Regions from separate parts of the Ovis aries genome. Here all the other regions are linked to region 1. The links are chromatin contacts, called in public Hi-C maps. All regions are on one chromosome and are shown on one strand. The core of a region is the stretch at or near the end of the contact, and the rest is flanking DNA. Distances in the headings are between cores, read along the strand shown.

Region 1 (4,784 bases), core at 945-3,444:
TGCCAACAAAGGTCCATATAGACAAAGCTATGGTTTCTTCAGTAGTCATGTACGGACATGAGAGTTGGACCGTAAAGAAGGCTGAGCGCCAAAGAACTGATGCTTTTGAACAATGGTGCTGGAGGAGATTCTGGAGAGTCCCTTGAACTGCAAAGTGATCAAACTAGTCCATCCTAAAGGAAATCAACCCTAAACATTCACTGGAAGGTCTGATGCTAAAGCCAAAGCTTCAATCCTTTGGCCACCTGATGTGAAGAACTGACTCATTAGAAAAAAACCCTGATGCTGGGAAAGATTGAGGGCAGGAGAAGAGGGTGACACAGGATGAGATGGTAGGATGGCATCATTGACTCATTGGACAGGAGTCTGAGCAAACTCTGGGAGATAGTGAAGGACAGGAAGTCTGGCATGCTGCAGTCTCTGGGGTTACAAAGAGTCAGACAAGACTGAGCGACTGAACAACAACAAATAAGACTATTTTTAAATATAGAGAGAACTAGAAAATATGGAAACAGGATCGTTGCAGAAAAGAATACATTCATGAAAGGCCTTCAGGGCCTGTGAGACCTGAAGTCACCCTCACTCCCTGCTCCTCTCCCTGAGCTCCTGTACCTTCTTCCATGGAGGGTGTTCCAGGGATAGTCCCAGAGGACCCACACACAGCCAGAAATTGCTGGATGTCTGTCTCTTTGCAGTTCCATTTTCTTGGAAACTATATCCTGTGGAAGTGTGTCCTATGGGCAGATCTCACACTCCAGTCAGTGCTTTGGTCCTCCTCCTCAAGCCAGAGTGCTTGAATACTCCCCTTTGAGGGGGCCAAATTTAGCCAACAAATATAGGATACCCTGTTAAACTTGTACTTCAAATATACAAGGAACAATTCTTTAGCATGTGCAATATAGGTAAATCTATATGAACCAAAAATAGATTAGTGGTTACCTAGGACTGGAGGGCGGAGAAGGCGATGGCACCCCACTCCAGTACTCTTGCCTGGAAAATCCCATGGACGGAGGAGCCTGGTGGGCTGCAGTCCATGGGGTCACGAAGAGTCGGACACGACTGAGCGACTTCACTTTCACTTTTCACTTTCAGGCATTGGAGAAGGAAATGGCAACCCACTCCAGTGTTCTTGCCTGGAGAATCCCAGGGACGGGGGAGTCTATGGGGTCGCACAGAGTCGTACACGACTGGAGCGACTTAGCAGCAGCAGCAGGACTGGAGGGTGGAGAAGGCAATGGCACCCCACTCCAGTACTCTTGCCTGGAAAATCCCATGGACCGAGGAGCCTGGTAGACTGCAGTCCCTGGGGTCGCAGAGTTGGACATGACTGAAGTGACTAAGCACGAAGCAGGGCTGGAGGGACTGGGAGGAAAATGGCTGCTAACAAGCGCAAGTTTTTTCCCATCTGAAATGATGAAAATAGAAATTCAACTCTGAATCTGACAACCACTAAACCGCACACTTTATTTGTTTATTATTGATAACATTGTTACCGCTACTAAAAGCCTAGACATTTTTCAGGAGACTGTGAGTGTTCTCACACTTTCTCAAACCACAACTGCTCTTAACACCCTCAACCCTCACAGACAAGGGTTGCCGCATAACTAGAGAAATGCAAATTCTAGAAAGTGATCATGGAAAGGAAGCTGGTTCAAAAGCGCACACTTTAAATAATGAATTTTACAGTAAGTGTATTGTCTCTCAATAAACGTCCGGTATTTAATCCGGAGCCCCCTGTGCTCCTTCCAGGGGCGCGTCCTTGTCACGTTGAGGGGGCCAAGGGGCGGTGGGACTGCGAGTGAGACCTGATGTCCGATCGCCTGTCTCTGGGTGGGTCCCCTGGGCTGGGCTTTCTCGGGACTGGCGACTCAGGACCTCAGGAGCACCACGCCAAGGAACCTGCTCAGACCCTGCGTGCCTATTAGGGAGACATTCCAAGTCGTCCTGCAGCAAGTGCCGCGTAGTCCAAGCGGGCGCCTCTCGCGTCTCCGCAACTCTCTAGATCCCCCAGGGTCCTGCCGGATCGTCGCCAACGCAAGAACTCACTTCCAGGAAACACACCTCAGGCGGCTGGTGAGAGTGTGAGCCCGGCCCAGCCTTAAATAGACTTTCCTGGGCTCTGATTGGTGATGTAGGATCATGTGTCAACCTCTGGCCCAATCGCAAAGGCCGCAGCTTGTGGTACGGTCATTGGTCAGGTCCAGTCACGTGTCTAGTGTATTGTCTACCCCGCGGTGGGTGGTTGTGGTTACTGCGGGCCGGAGGTCCAGTTGGACGGGTCCGTCCTAGGGATCCGGGTCCGTCCTAGGGATCCGGGTCTTGGGGCCGGGGTTGGGGGCCTGGCGTCGGGAGTGGGGGCGGGGTTCCCAGCAGCCTCAGGAGACTCGGTCAGGCAGGCCAGCTCTGAGCGCTCTAATCCCCGCCTCCTCTCCTCTAGCAAAGAGCTCGTCCAGGGTGGGCAACCCAGAGATCAGAGCACTGCCTCACCCCATCCTGCCCTTCAGTGTTTTGTTCAGTAGATAATTTCAGACTCAGCAAAGTCTATTTTCCAGTGAACACCACCACGTTAGTATTTACACCCACAAGCCCGCCTACTGTTAGGCATCTAAATCCGTTCAGTCAGTTCAGTTCAGTCACTCAGTCGTGTCCGATTCTTTGCGACCCCATGAACTCCAGCACACCAGGCCTCCCTGTCCATCACCAACTCCCGGAGTCCACCCAAACCTATGTCCATCGAGTTGGTGATGCCCTCCAACCGTCTCATCCTCTGTCGTCCCCTTCTCCTCCTGCCCTCAATCTTTCCCAGCATAGGAGTCTTTTCAAATAAGTCAGCTGTTTGCATCAGGTGGCCAAAGTATTGGAGTTTCAGCTTCAACATAGTCCTTCCAATGTACACCCAGGACTGATCTCCTTTAGGATGGATTGGTTGGCTCTCCTTGCAGTCCAAGGACTCTCAAGAGTTTTCTCCAACACCACAGTTCAAAAGCATCAGTTCTTCAGCACTCAGCTTTTTTTATATTCCAAGTCTCACATCCATACATGACCACTGGAAAAACCATAGCCTTGACTAGCCGACCATTGTTGGCAAAGTAATGTCTCTGCTTTTGAATATGCTGTCTAGGTTGGTCATAACTTTCCTTCCAAGGAGTAAGCGTCTTTTAATTTCATGGCTGCAATCACCATCTGCAGTGATTTTGGAGCCCAGAAAAATAAAGTCAGCCACTGTTTCCCCATCAATTTGCCATGAAGTGATGGGACCAGATGCCATAATCTTAGTTTTCTGAATGTTGAGCTTTAAGCCAACTTTTTCACTCTCCTCTTTCACTTTCATCAAGAGGCTCTTTAGTTCTTCACTTTCTGCCATAAGGGTGGTGTCATCTGCATATCTGAGGTTATTGATATTTCTCCCAGCAATCTTGAGTCCAGCCTGTGCTTCTTCCAGCCCAGTGTTTCTCATGATGTGCTCTGCATATAAGTTAAATAAGCAGGGTGACGATATACAGCGTTGACGTACTCCTTTTCCTATTTGGAACCAGTCTCTTGTTCCATGTCCAGTTCTAACTGTTGCTTCTTGACCTGCACACAGATCTCTCAGGGGGCGGGTCAGGTGGTCTGGTATTCCCATGTCTTTAAGAATTTTCCACAGTTTGCTGTGATCCATACAGTCAAAGGCTTTGGCATAGTCAATAAAGCCGAAGTAGATGTTTTTCTGGAATTCTCTTGCTTTTTCTATGATCCAGTGATGTTGGCAGTGTGATTTCTGGTTCCTCTGACTTTTCTAAATCCAGCTTGAACATCTGGAAGTTCTCGGTTCACATACTATTGAAGCCTAGCTTGGAGAATTTTGAGCATTACTTTACTAGCATATGAGTAGTGAGATGAGTGCAATTGTATGGTAGTTTGAGCATTCTTTGGCATTGCCTTTCTTTGGGATTGGAATGAAAACTGACCTTTTCCAGTCCTGTGGCCACTGATGAGTTTTCCAAATTTTCTGGAATATTGAGTGTAGTACTTTCACAGCATCATCTTTTAGGATTTCAAATAGCTCCACTGAAATTCCATTGCCTCCACTAACTTTGTTCATAGTGATGCTTCCTAAGGCCCATTTGACTTCACACTCCAGGATGTCTGGCTCTCGGTGAGCAATCACACCATCGTGGTTATCTGGGTAATGAAGATCTTTTTTGGTATAGTTTTTCCGTGTATTCTTGTCCCCTCTTCTTAATATCTTCTGCTTTTTTTTAGGTCCATACTGTTTCTGTCGTTTTTCTTGTGCCCATGTTTGCATGAAATGTTCCCCTGGTAGCTCTAATTTTCTTGAAGAGATCTCTAGTCTTTCCCATTCTATCGTTTTCTTCTATTTCTTTGCGCTGATCACTTAGGAAGGCTCGGGGGAACCCTTTAAAGCAAGAAAATGCTACGCATTTTGGGGAAAGGGATGGGGACAAGCTCACCAATGGACTCAAGTTTCTGGAAATGCTCCAGTTTTGGTGCTGGCAATCGATTTGCAGGTGCTCCTTATTAAACCATTAACATAAAACTATATATTTCTAATATTTCTAATATTATTACATTGCAAATATAAGCACATGTCCCCTCAAATACTTTAGCATGCACAGCATTAGCATGTAGTATTTGTTTATAGATTTTTAATGTTAAATTTACAATGAAGTACATAAATCCTAATCACAGTTTTGCTGAGCCTTAGCAAATACATACTACTGTGTGACCCAAGACACAGTCAGGACAAACAGAACATGCTCATCACCCCAGAAAGTTCCTTC
Region 2 (4,784 bases), core at 811-3,310, 110 kb before region 1:
CATGTCTTCCTGGGAGCCCAGGAGCCACCTCCCTGTACCCAGCCTGACCAAGTGCCCTCCCCATCCTCCCTGTGCAGTTCCCCCATCTCAGTACATGGCAAGTCATCCCGCCAGGCACTCAGCCCCAAAGCAGGCATGTCCTTGGTGCCTGCCTCTCACCCCATCTGATCTATCAGCGTGTCCGCTGGCTCTGCTGTCTAGGTGTATCCAGAACCTGTCAGTGGCTCAAGTCCCCCACCTCTCACCTAGGGCTGCAGCAGCCCTCTTGTGTCTCCCTGCCTCCCCAGCTCCACAGTCTGTCCTCAACCCTACAGAAGAGGCTCTTTTAAAGAACTGACTTGGCTCACAAGCCCCCAAGAGTTTCTCACCTCACCTGGAGCAAAGGTCATTCTCACGAAGGCCTCATAGCCCTCACCTCAGCCTCCTTGAACTCGAACTCTGTTGCTACCTGCAGACTCGGGCTCACAAGTTCTCTTCTCAGGGTGCCCTGACTTGCCTATTAAAAGACCAGTTCCACCTCACCCTGCCCCCATGTCACACAGGTGATGTCCGCAGGACGCTAAAGCCAAAGACTATACTGTTCAGGTGTTCACTGCAGCCCCAATGAGGGCCAGCTCACAGCCAGAGCAGGTGGGACTAGTGCTCAGCCCTAACCTCAGGGCCCAGGAACGTGCCTGGTGAAATCTCTTTGTTAAATGAATGAATAAGTCAATAAGTCATTGTTTCTCCTCTAGAGGCTTCTAATCCTGGGACTGCTAACCAATAACAAAAAAAACAAGTGTATAGTCTACAGCTTGCAGACATAATAAACATTAAACAGACTAACTCAGCTCCCGTCGTCTTACATTTCTTTCCTCAAGGTAATGATCAACATTACCATTGAATCAATTCTACCTTTGACAAGTCAGTAATGAACACAAAGATCTTCAGAAAAAGGAGACCGAAAACCAGCTCAAAGGAAGCCACAAAGCCGATGAGCGCATAATACCCTTCCTTCAGTCACAGGGTCGGGCACGGGCAGTAGAGCCTCAGGGCTAGCATGGGCCCCAGCTGGCCCTGAACCACACTAGGCAGCAAAGGCTGCCCAGGTTCACAGCAGCAGCCCTGGACAGAGCCTACAGTTGGAGAGTCTAGACATCAAGTTTCCTTCCTGCAAGAGACAGGGCTGGTATGAAAACGCACATCTGAAGGGGCCTTCCTTGTGGACAAGGGGGCTCAAAGCCTGAACAAGCCTGAGTCACAGTAAGGACTTCTTTGAGTGTGGACAAGCTGGGAAGTCACCCAGAGACCCAGCCCAGTGACCACAACACCCACCAGGGCCACCGCTGCCTCCACGTGCCACTGACTGCCCTGCTAACAGGGATGATTCCACCGCCACCCAGAGCCCTTCTGAAACTCCGTCTCTGGAAGAGACTCCGACACCACTTGAGGAAACTTCATGACCTAGATGAGTCACAGCTGGTCTCTAGATTGCCGGGCTCAGCCCTCAGTGACCTCGGATGTTTCCTAAAGTCAAACCACCCAAAAGAGGCAAAGTTCTTTGGTCCCCAAGGACTCCAAAAGAAAGTCCTCTGCAGGAAATGTCAAAGGCTCTACAGAATGTTTGGGTGATGGCATCATTGTGGACAATGAAATTCGAGCTTCCAGAGGGGAAGGAAAGGACAGGGCCTCCTCCTGCGCCTGTGGTGGTTAATAGATGCGGCCAGGCCTGAAAGCTCGGTCATAAGGACAGTTGCGTCCATGGGTATCTTCCATTCCGATGGGCACAGCTCATCAGGATGCTGTCCTATCTCAGGGCACCGACGCCATGCTATGGGATGGAGGGCCTGACACTCGGCCTCAGTCCACCAGTTGGCCGGTCTGCCCTCCTTGAGAACTGCTGACCCCAGTGCTAAGAAAGGACAAGCCAGCACAGGCAGGCACAAAGTTCATATCTGCCCCGTGGCACATCCACTGGGAGACCAGGATCCAAGGTCGGATCACTCAGTCACTATCACTCCAAGGAGGGCAGAAGTGGGGACACAGCCAGGCTGACTTCCAGCTCCAGCTCCTCTCCAATATCCCGGACACAAGTCTAAAAATAAGTCGTGAGTCGCTAACCCACGGCAGGAGGACAGTGCCTAAGAGTTCACACGCTGGAAGTGTCTTGGACTCAAATTACGGCTCCTCGATTTACTGAGGGGGATCTTGGGCAAGTTACTTAATGTCTCGACCTCGGTTCCCTATTTGCAAAATGCAGAACAAAATGGTGTCTCTGTTGTATTGAGCAGATAAATCCACACACATGCACAAGGAGCTACATGAGGCAGTTTCCATAAACCCCTGCTGCTGCTACGACAACGCAAGCTCGATACATCCTGGAAGAACAAGGGGACCCATGTCGCTGCACACACGCAGCCCTGCCAGACTCAGCCCTAAGTATGAAGGATGTCCTTCACCCAAACTCCAACATAGCGAAGCCTCTCAGACGTGGAAGCTGAGCTTCAGGGACAACGAGGAGAAATTTCGGAGACAGGTTTAAGTGTCTCCTGTCAGTTGACACAGCTATATTTAAACTTAGTGTCATTTATTGCTTGTTGAAAGAAATACAATTATCACAATTTGAGTTCCCAGCTCTCTTTCACAGTAAATAACTCTGACTTCATAATACTTCTTTCTCAAATAAATAAAGGATGAAATGTTTATTCATTCCCAAGGAAGGAGAATTCTGGGGGAGTTAGCACAGAGGAAGATTTAGATACCCTGACACATTTCACCACAGATTACCACAAAGTGGAAACCTGTGATCCCAGGCTGATACTATACGACCAACAAAACAACAGTGCTGAGGAAGAAGCAGATCCCCCACCCTACCTGCCGCTGCAGGCCAAGTTCGCCGTCTAGCTCCTTGAGCCTCCTCTCCAGCTTCCACTTCAGGTTCCCATACTGCTCCCGCTGCTGATCCAGCTCACTGTTCCTATCACTATGTTAAAAAAAAAAAAAAAAGCTCAGCATTAAGAAAAGTCACACTGAATAGTCTCCAAACTATACATTTGCAGGGTCTCCTTTGCAAACGTGAGGTGACAGGTAATGCTGCTTCTTTGCAGGAGTGGCTTTGGCAGGACCCAGGGGACCCACATGCTATATCCGGACAGGTGACTGTCTGCAGAGGAGAACATGATGTGGGACCCAGGCTCTAAGGACAATCCCAGAAGTGCCCAGGATACAATCAAAAGTCACCGGTCATACCAGGACTTCCCTGGCAGTCCAGCGACTAGGACAGCTTCTGCTGTAGGGGGCGCAGGTTTTTGTTCTTTGTTTGGGGAATGAAGATCCCACATGCCGAGCAGTGTGGCCAAAAAAGAAAAGAGAAACACAAAAGTCACTGGTCATACCAACAACCAGGAACTCTCCACTTGAATGAGAACACACAATCCACAGATACTAACACCAAGATGACACAGCTGCTGATATGATCTAACAAAGATTTTAAAGCAGCCATCATAAAAATGCTCTGACAAGCAATTTCACACAGCCTTGGGACAAACAGAAAACAGAAACTCTCAGAAAAGAAAAAGAAAATATAACAAAGAATCAAATGGAAACGTGAGAACTAAGAAGTACAATAACCAAAACAAAGGACACTCTAGTTGGGCTCAAAGGCAGAATGAACACGTTACACAAAAGAACCAGAGAATGACAAAAGTTACTTGACCTGATAACAGATAGAAATATGCTGAAATAAATGAGCGGAGCCTCAGAGCCCCGTGGGATGATAACAGAAGATGTAGCGTTCACATTGTCCTCACCGCAGTACCAAGATGGAAGGAAGAAGAGGGTGGAGCCAACAATGTACTTGAAGAAATAATGGTTGAAAATGTCCCAAAAGTGGTGAAAAAGAATGAGCAGAAGTTCTGGGGAGACACTTCACTAAACAATATAAAGCACGCCAAGACTGCAGCAGAGCATGCAGCTGAGGCCTGTCCTTTCTCATCGTGAGCAGAGCCCATGCGCCTGATGACAGCTTCAGGGTCTCAGTCGACCTGCCTCAAGTCGGCTCTTAGTTTCAGATTTAATATATATTTCACATCATTAAAACAATAAGTCCCCTACATACGAACCTTCTAGAGGCGAACTTTCCAAGATGAGAACAGGTGTTTGCAAGTCCAATCACATAAGCCAGTTCCTGTGTCTGGCGTTCTCTGCCATGTGCGTGCATCCTCTACACGTGGCGTGCTTTCGGGTACTTTACGGTACTGTATAGACTACAGTAGTACGGTATCTTTATTTCAACCCCAGGATGTCCAGAAGCAAGCGTAAAAGCAGCAGTGATGATGTGGCTGGTACTATACTGTAAGATTAAAAATGTTTTCTGGGACTTCCCTGATGATCCAGTGGTTAAGAATCTGTCTTGCAATGCAGGAGAAGTGGGTTCAATCCCTGGTAAGGGAACTACGATCCCACGTGCCTCGAAGCATGTGTGCCCGTGTGTCACAACTATTAAGCCTGTGCTCTAGGCCTGAGAGCTGCAACTATACTGAAGCCCTCGGGTCTAAGATCTCATGCTCTTCAACAAGAGAAGCTACCAGCATGAGAAGCCTGAGCACCACAACTAGAGAATAGCCCCTGCTCACCATAACTAGAGAAAAGCCCTCACAGAAAAGAAGACCCAGCTCAGACAGAATTAAATAAATAAATATTTTTTAAAGAGATTGTGGCAATTTATGTCAGAGTGCTCTGCCTATGTTTCCTGTAGGAGCTTTATGGTGTCTGGCCTTACATTTAGGTCTCTAATTCATTTTCAG
Region 3 (4,784 bases), core at 662-3,161, 87 kb before region 1:
GTGACGGATTGAAATTGGAGGTATAAACTCAGTTTTGAATACTTATACAGATAGATATATGGATATAGAAATAGATAGAGATGTATAGGGTGTACACAAATTTATGCTTCCTAGTGCTGCCCATTGAGAAAGCCAAAAAGTAATAACCCTCCAGTAGCAACGAGCACACCTCCAAAGATCTTGGTTTCTTAAAAAAAAAAAAAAATCTTCTAAATTAAAAGGAACCAACACACCTCAGAGAAATTTCTGATTCCAGGTTAGGTCAAGGAAAGCACAAGATTGAGTCCAGAATATCCTATGGTACCAGAAAATAAGGAAGTGCTCAAAATGTTGGGGATAGGCTAAAAAGGACACGGAAGCCAACCTGAATGGGCCAAATCTGCACAACAGAGCAACAAAATAAATGACAGTAATGGATTTCTGTGTGTGCATGCTCAGTCTTGGGTGATTCTTTGCAACCCCATTACTGTAGCCAGCCAGGGTCCTCTGTCCATGGAATTTTCCAGGCAAGAATACTGGAGTGGGTTGCCACTTCCTGCTCCAGGGCATCTTCCTGACCCAGGGATTGAACCCCCATCTCTCCTGTCTCATGCACTGGCAGGCAGATTCTTTACCACTGAGTCACCTTGGAAGCCCTTAGTAATGGTCTATAACCTATGAAATAAAATTAAAATGTCCACGCCAAGATAAATAACTGAATAACTTAAAATATGGAAGGTTCTTCCTTACAGTAGAATTCCAACTTGAAAGTAAAAATAATGGAAATGAAAAAATCACTCTGTGGCAAAAGCAACACTTACAATTGTTTCAGAAAATGCTCACTTCTGGATGCTAAAATTAGTGATTTTAAACAATATATTTACACACTTTCAAAGTAACTCCCCACGGGAAAAATGGTAACTCAATGATGGAAACACCTTGTAGATATCCCCTAACACAAACGACCAAAGTTAGTATCAGCAGTAATGGAACAAATCGACATTATATGACTCCTGATAAGATGCAGAGAAAAACACAATTTCACAGGAAAGGTTTTTCTTACCAAAAATGCATAACTTAAAAGTAATCATAAGGGAACATCAGAAAAACCCAAACTGAGGGGCATTCTACAAAATAATTGACTCATAAAAGTCAAGGAATGACTGAGGAAGCACTTCCGATTAAAGAATAAGAAAGAAAACACGGACGGTCCTGGATTGGATCTTGTAAAAGAGAAAAGTCATCCGTGGGATAATTGCTGAGTCTGAATAAATCCTGTACATTAGATCATGGTTTTGTATGAGCTAAGTTTCCTCAGTTGGCTAAAAAGAACTATGGTAACATAAGAGATTAACATTTGGGGGCACCTTGGTAAAAGCACCGAGGCAATCTTTATACTTATTCTGCAACTCTTTTGTAAATCTCAATTTTTTTTCTTTAGTTACTCTGGACCAGGCTGCCTGGGTCTGAACCTGTCCTCACTGGCTGTGGAACCGGTAAACTCTCCCATCTCTGCGGCGCCCACGTCTTCAGGTTCCTGAAGGAGTCGAACAACAACGCAGAGCACTCAAAGCGTGGCGCCAACGAATGCCCTAGCCTTCCCACCTCGCATGCGACACGCGCGCTTCAGACAAGAGCCCGGCGGGCTCTGCGTACCGGGCTCCGCGGGCCCGGCACCGCTCTCGCGCCCACAGCCCTGCAGGGTGGCCTCAAGGGAGTGCGCGGCGTCTGGCAGGACTTGGAGGTCTCGGGTTTTTCCAAGAAAAGAGACGACGCCCGTGAAAAGCGACCCAAAGGGCCACAGCTTCTCGCGTCGCCGGCCCCTGAGGCCCCTTGGCGCCCCGCCGCGTCGCCCCCGCGCCCGCGCCTCACCTGGAACGCTGGCCCCGAGCAGCCTCTTGTCCCTCCGCGTTGCCATGGTAACCTGAGTCTGTCGGCCGCCGTCCGGGCGCTCTTGGTACAGCGCTCGGGTTCCGCCGGCCGGAAACGGGAGCCCTGACATCTGGTTCCGGATTCTTCGCGCCCCGCCCGCGCGCAGGTACACCAGACGAGGAAGGTTTCGGACTATCGGATGGCAGGTGGCCGGGTTCCGCGATCCCGCCGGTCTCGGAGCCCGGAAGCTGTTGGCGGCTCTGACGGGTCGGGGTGGGGCTTACGGGGAGCTGTACCTGGGAGGGGAGGGGCCCAGGCTGCACGTGGGCGTGGAGCGGAGTAAAAGTCCGAGACAACGAGAACTGCGTCTTCACGCGTGGATCCTCCGGCAGTGAAACAGGCAGACACTGCGAGGGGGACCCAGAAGAGGCGGGCAAGCAGTGAGCTCTGCGTGTCCGGGATTAGCGGGGCTCAGGATGGCAGGATGGCCTTTCTGGCCAGCGCCCTTGATCTGGGCGCTGTTGCACCGTGTGCTTGGCTTATGAGAATTCATGTTTGTGTGCACTCATAACCTGTGTGCTTTGGTGTTTGTGTGTCCGAGTTACGGGTTAAAAAAAAAAACAAAACCACCTCACAGAGGCAACGAGCAAACCAATATGTCACTGCCCCCATACTTAGAGATCCTCTTCCCCAGTATCTGAAGGTCTACTGGAGCCGAAGAGGACCAGTTGTCCGAACAAAGGTTCAGCCTGCCTGGGCAATCGCACCGTGGAGCTCCAGGAAGTAATGGGCACAGAGGCAGTGGTGGCAGCAGAGAGGGGGACATAGTCTTTGGTCCAGCCTCTCCTCTCCATCTGTGTTTTCTCCACCCTGATGGCATTCTAGCTGCACAGGGCCAGTCCTCAAGCTGTTCCTACCAGACCTCTCAGCACAGTTAATAGTAAGAAAGGTTCTGCTTTAAAAGGCAGCTCTTAGAGGGAGGTCCAGGGGTTATTAAACATCAGGCAGATCAATAATTCAAGCCTCCTTGAAAATGGAAGAAGTGATCCTATCAGTGCACAGAAACCATGTGAAAATAGCCCTGCCTTCCTGCCTGGGGAAGCCACAGAGGATCCGCATGACCTTTAACCTATATCCCATAGGCCCTGGGCAGCCTCACTGCCCCCAGCCCAGCTTCAAAGGGCAGTCCAGCTTCAAACCCCAGGCCCACTCCTCTTGTTACAGTTTTCTGGGACTCTGTTTGCTCTTCTCCATAAAGTAGAGATAATGCCTTCCATTCCCCGTGCATTTGAGGATCAGAAACAACATATGAACTACATGCGTGCTGGGTCAACCCCAGTGAAGGGGCTCTGGGGTCTGTGTGTGTAAACCAAAAGGGCCAAGAGGATACACACTTTTGAATAAAAATAAACCCTAACAACAAACAAGAGTTCTGTACCTCACCATCCACGTTCTGAAACCTGACCAACCCCACCATGACCTTCTCCCTCCAATTACCCCGACACTAACCCTAACCTGAGCCCTGACCTTGACCCTAACTCTGTGACTTCACCAACACGAATTCTACCCCCTAACCCTGACCCACCCAACCATAACCCTGTCCCTGCAATAAACCCCATCCTGACCCTGGGCACTAAACCTAAGGGTGGCCCTCGATTCCTATGGTGGGGCCAGCTCCTACCACTTCAATCGCCCAATATCCCAGAACCTCTGATTCCCTCACCTGAGCCCCAAATAAGGCTTTTGGGGTGCTGGGCCAGAGAGGGACAGTACTCCCCTGCCCCTGCACATCACGCGCCCCCCCCCCACCCCCACAGAATGATAGAGGCTGGTGGTGGGCCCTCACCACCCTGGGAAGGGCCTTGTCACTTCTGGTGGGCCCACAGCCCCACTAGGGCCTGCAACTTTGTCCACTTGGGCTCTGGAGCTCGGCCTCTTAACTGTGCCCCATGTCCAGGAGCTCAGTAGATGCTCGTGGAAGGGGAGAAGGGACACACTGATCACTCTCTACCCAGCTCCCTGCCCGATCTTCCCACAGGTCAGGCCAGACCCAACATTCTCCCAGTCTGTCTCCCCCGACCTGCCCACCATCCTGCCAGTCAGACCAGACCCCCTCTTCCACCCAGAGTGCCCTCTACCCACCCTGCAAGGCAGGTGACTCTTCAGCCAGCCTGCTGCATCCACACTGTAGCCAGTGCTGACGGACCGTGTGTCTGTCCTGGGGCCGCACAGTGACCACAAATGGGGCATGAGACAACAGTTTGGGAGGCCACAAACCCAAATCAAGGTGTCTGCAGGGCTTTGCTCCCTCCAAAGGCCCTGGATAGAATCCTGACCCACCCTTTCCAGCTTCAGGTATCTAGTGGCGCTATCCTTGCTGCCCCTCAGCCCACTGGCACATCACTCCACTCTCTTCCACCCTCATCACGTGGCCTTCCTCCCAGGTCTGTCTTCACAGGTTCTTTTTCCAAAGACACCAGCCCTATTGGGCTAGAGCCACCCTGCTCCCATGTGACCTCATCTTAACTAATTACATCTATAAAGATCCTATTTCCAGTGACTTCCCTGATGGTCCAGTGGCTAAGACCACAACTCACGATGCAGGGAGCACAGGTTCAATACCTGATCAGGGAACTAGATCCCACATGCTGCAACTAAAGAGCTCTCATGCCACAATGAAATTGAAGATCCTGCGTGCAGCAACTAAAACCTGGAACAGCCAAATATATAAATATATTTTTAAAAGTCTCTGTTTCCAAGGAAGGTCACATGCTGAAGTACTGGGACCAGAACACATCTTTTTGGGGCCACCATTCAACCCACTACAGACTGCTTCCCCTGGGATGATAGCTATCCAGGGCCAGTTCCCCACAGGCCACCCTATACTCACAGATGTGGTAACAGAACGGTGGAGGTTTAGGTTAACTCCTTGC

What was found. A called contact is a pair of places that touch in the nucleus more often than the background predicts.
Region 2: a contact with region 1 is called in a Hi-C map of muscle, with 2.9 times the contacts expected there. The contact joins two enhancer-like sites. A contact is called at or near these places in 7 of 16 Hi-C or Micro-C datasets (blood, hypothalamus, liver and 3 more).
Region 3: a contact with region 1 is called in a Hi-C map of muscle, with 2.6 times the contacts expected there. The contact joins the promoter of CCDC57 here to the enhancer-like site in region 1. A contact is called at or near these places in 3 of 16 Hi-C or Micro-C datasets (liver, mixed tissues and muscle).

Annotation. Positions count from the first base shown.
Region 1 is chr11:50,075,576-50,080,359 of ARS-UI_Ramb_v3.0, reverse strand. No RefSeq gene overlaps it. Among named protein-coding and RNA genes, the nearest start is that of CD7, 23 kb to the right of the region's middle. Within about 2 kb of position 2,194, at least 50 of the 54 cell types and tissues checked have an H3K27ac peak or open chromatin away from gene starts, as enhancers often do. A contact at or near this core is called in liver and muscle, where this site is marked.
Region 2 is chr11:50,181,152-50,185,935 of ARS-UI_Ramb_v3.0, reverse strand. It overlaps CCDC57 (coiled-coil domain containing 57), which reads right to left. Exons shown (of 18, transcript XM_042256231.1): 3 at 2,854-2,962. Among named protein-coding and RNA genes, the nearest start is that of CCDC57, 18 kb to the right of the region's middle. Within about 2 kb of position 2,060, at least 1 of the 54 cell types and tissues checked has an H3K27ac peak or open chromatin away from gene starts, as enhancers often do. A contact at or near this core is called in muscle, where this site is marked.
Region 3 is chr11:50,162,210-50,166,993 of ARS-UI_Ramb_v3.0, reverse strand. CCDC57 (coiled-coil domain containing 57) reads right to left here and starts at 1,911. Exons shown (of 18, transcript XM_042256231.1): 1 at 1,852-1,911. The coding sequence starts at 1,897.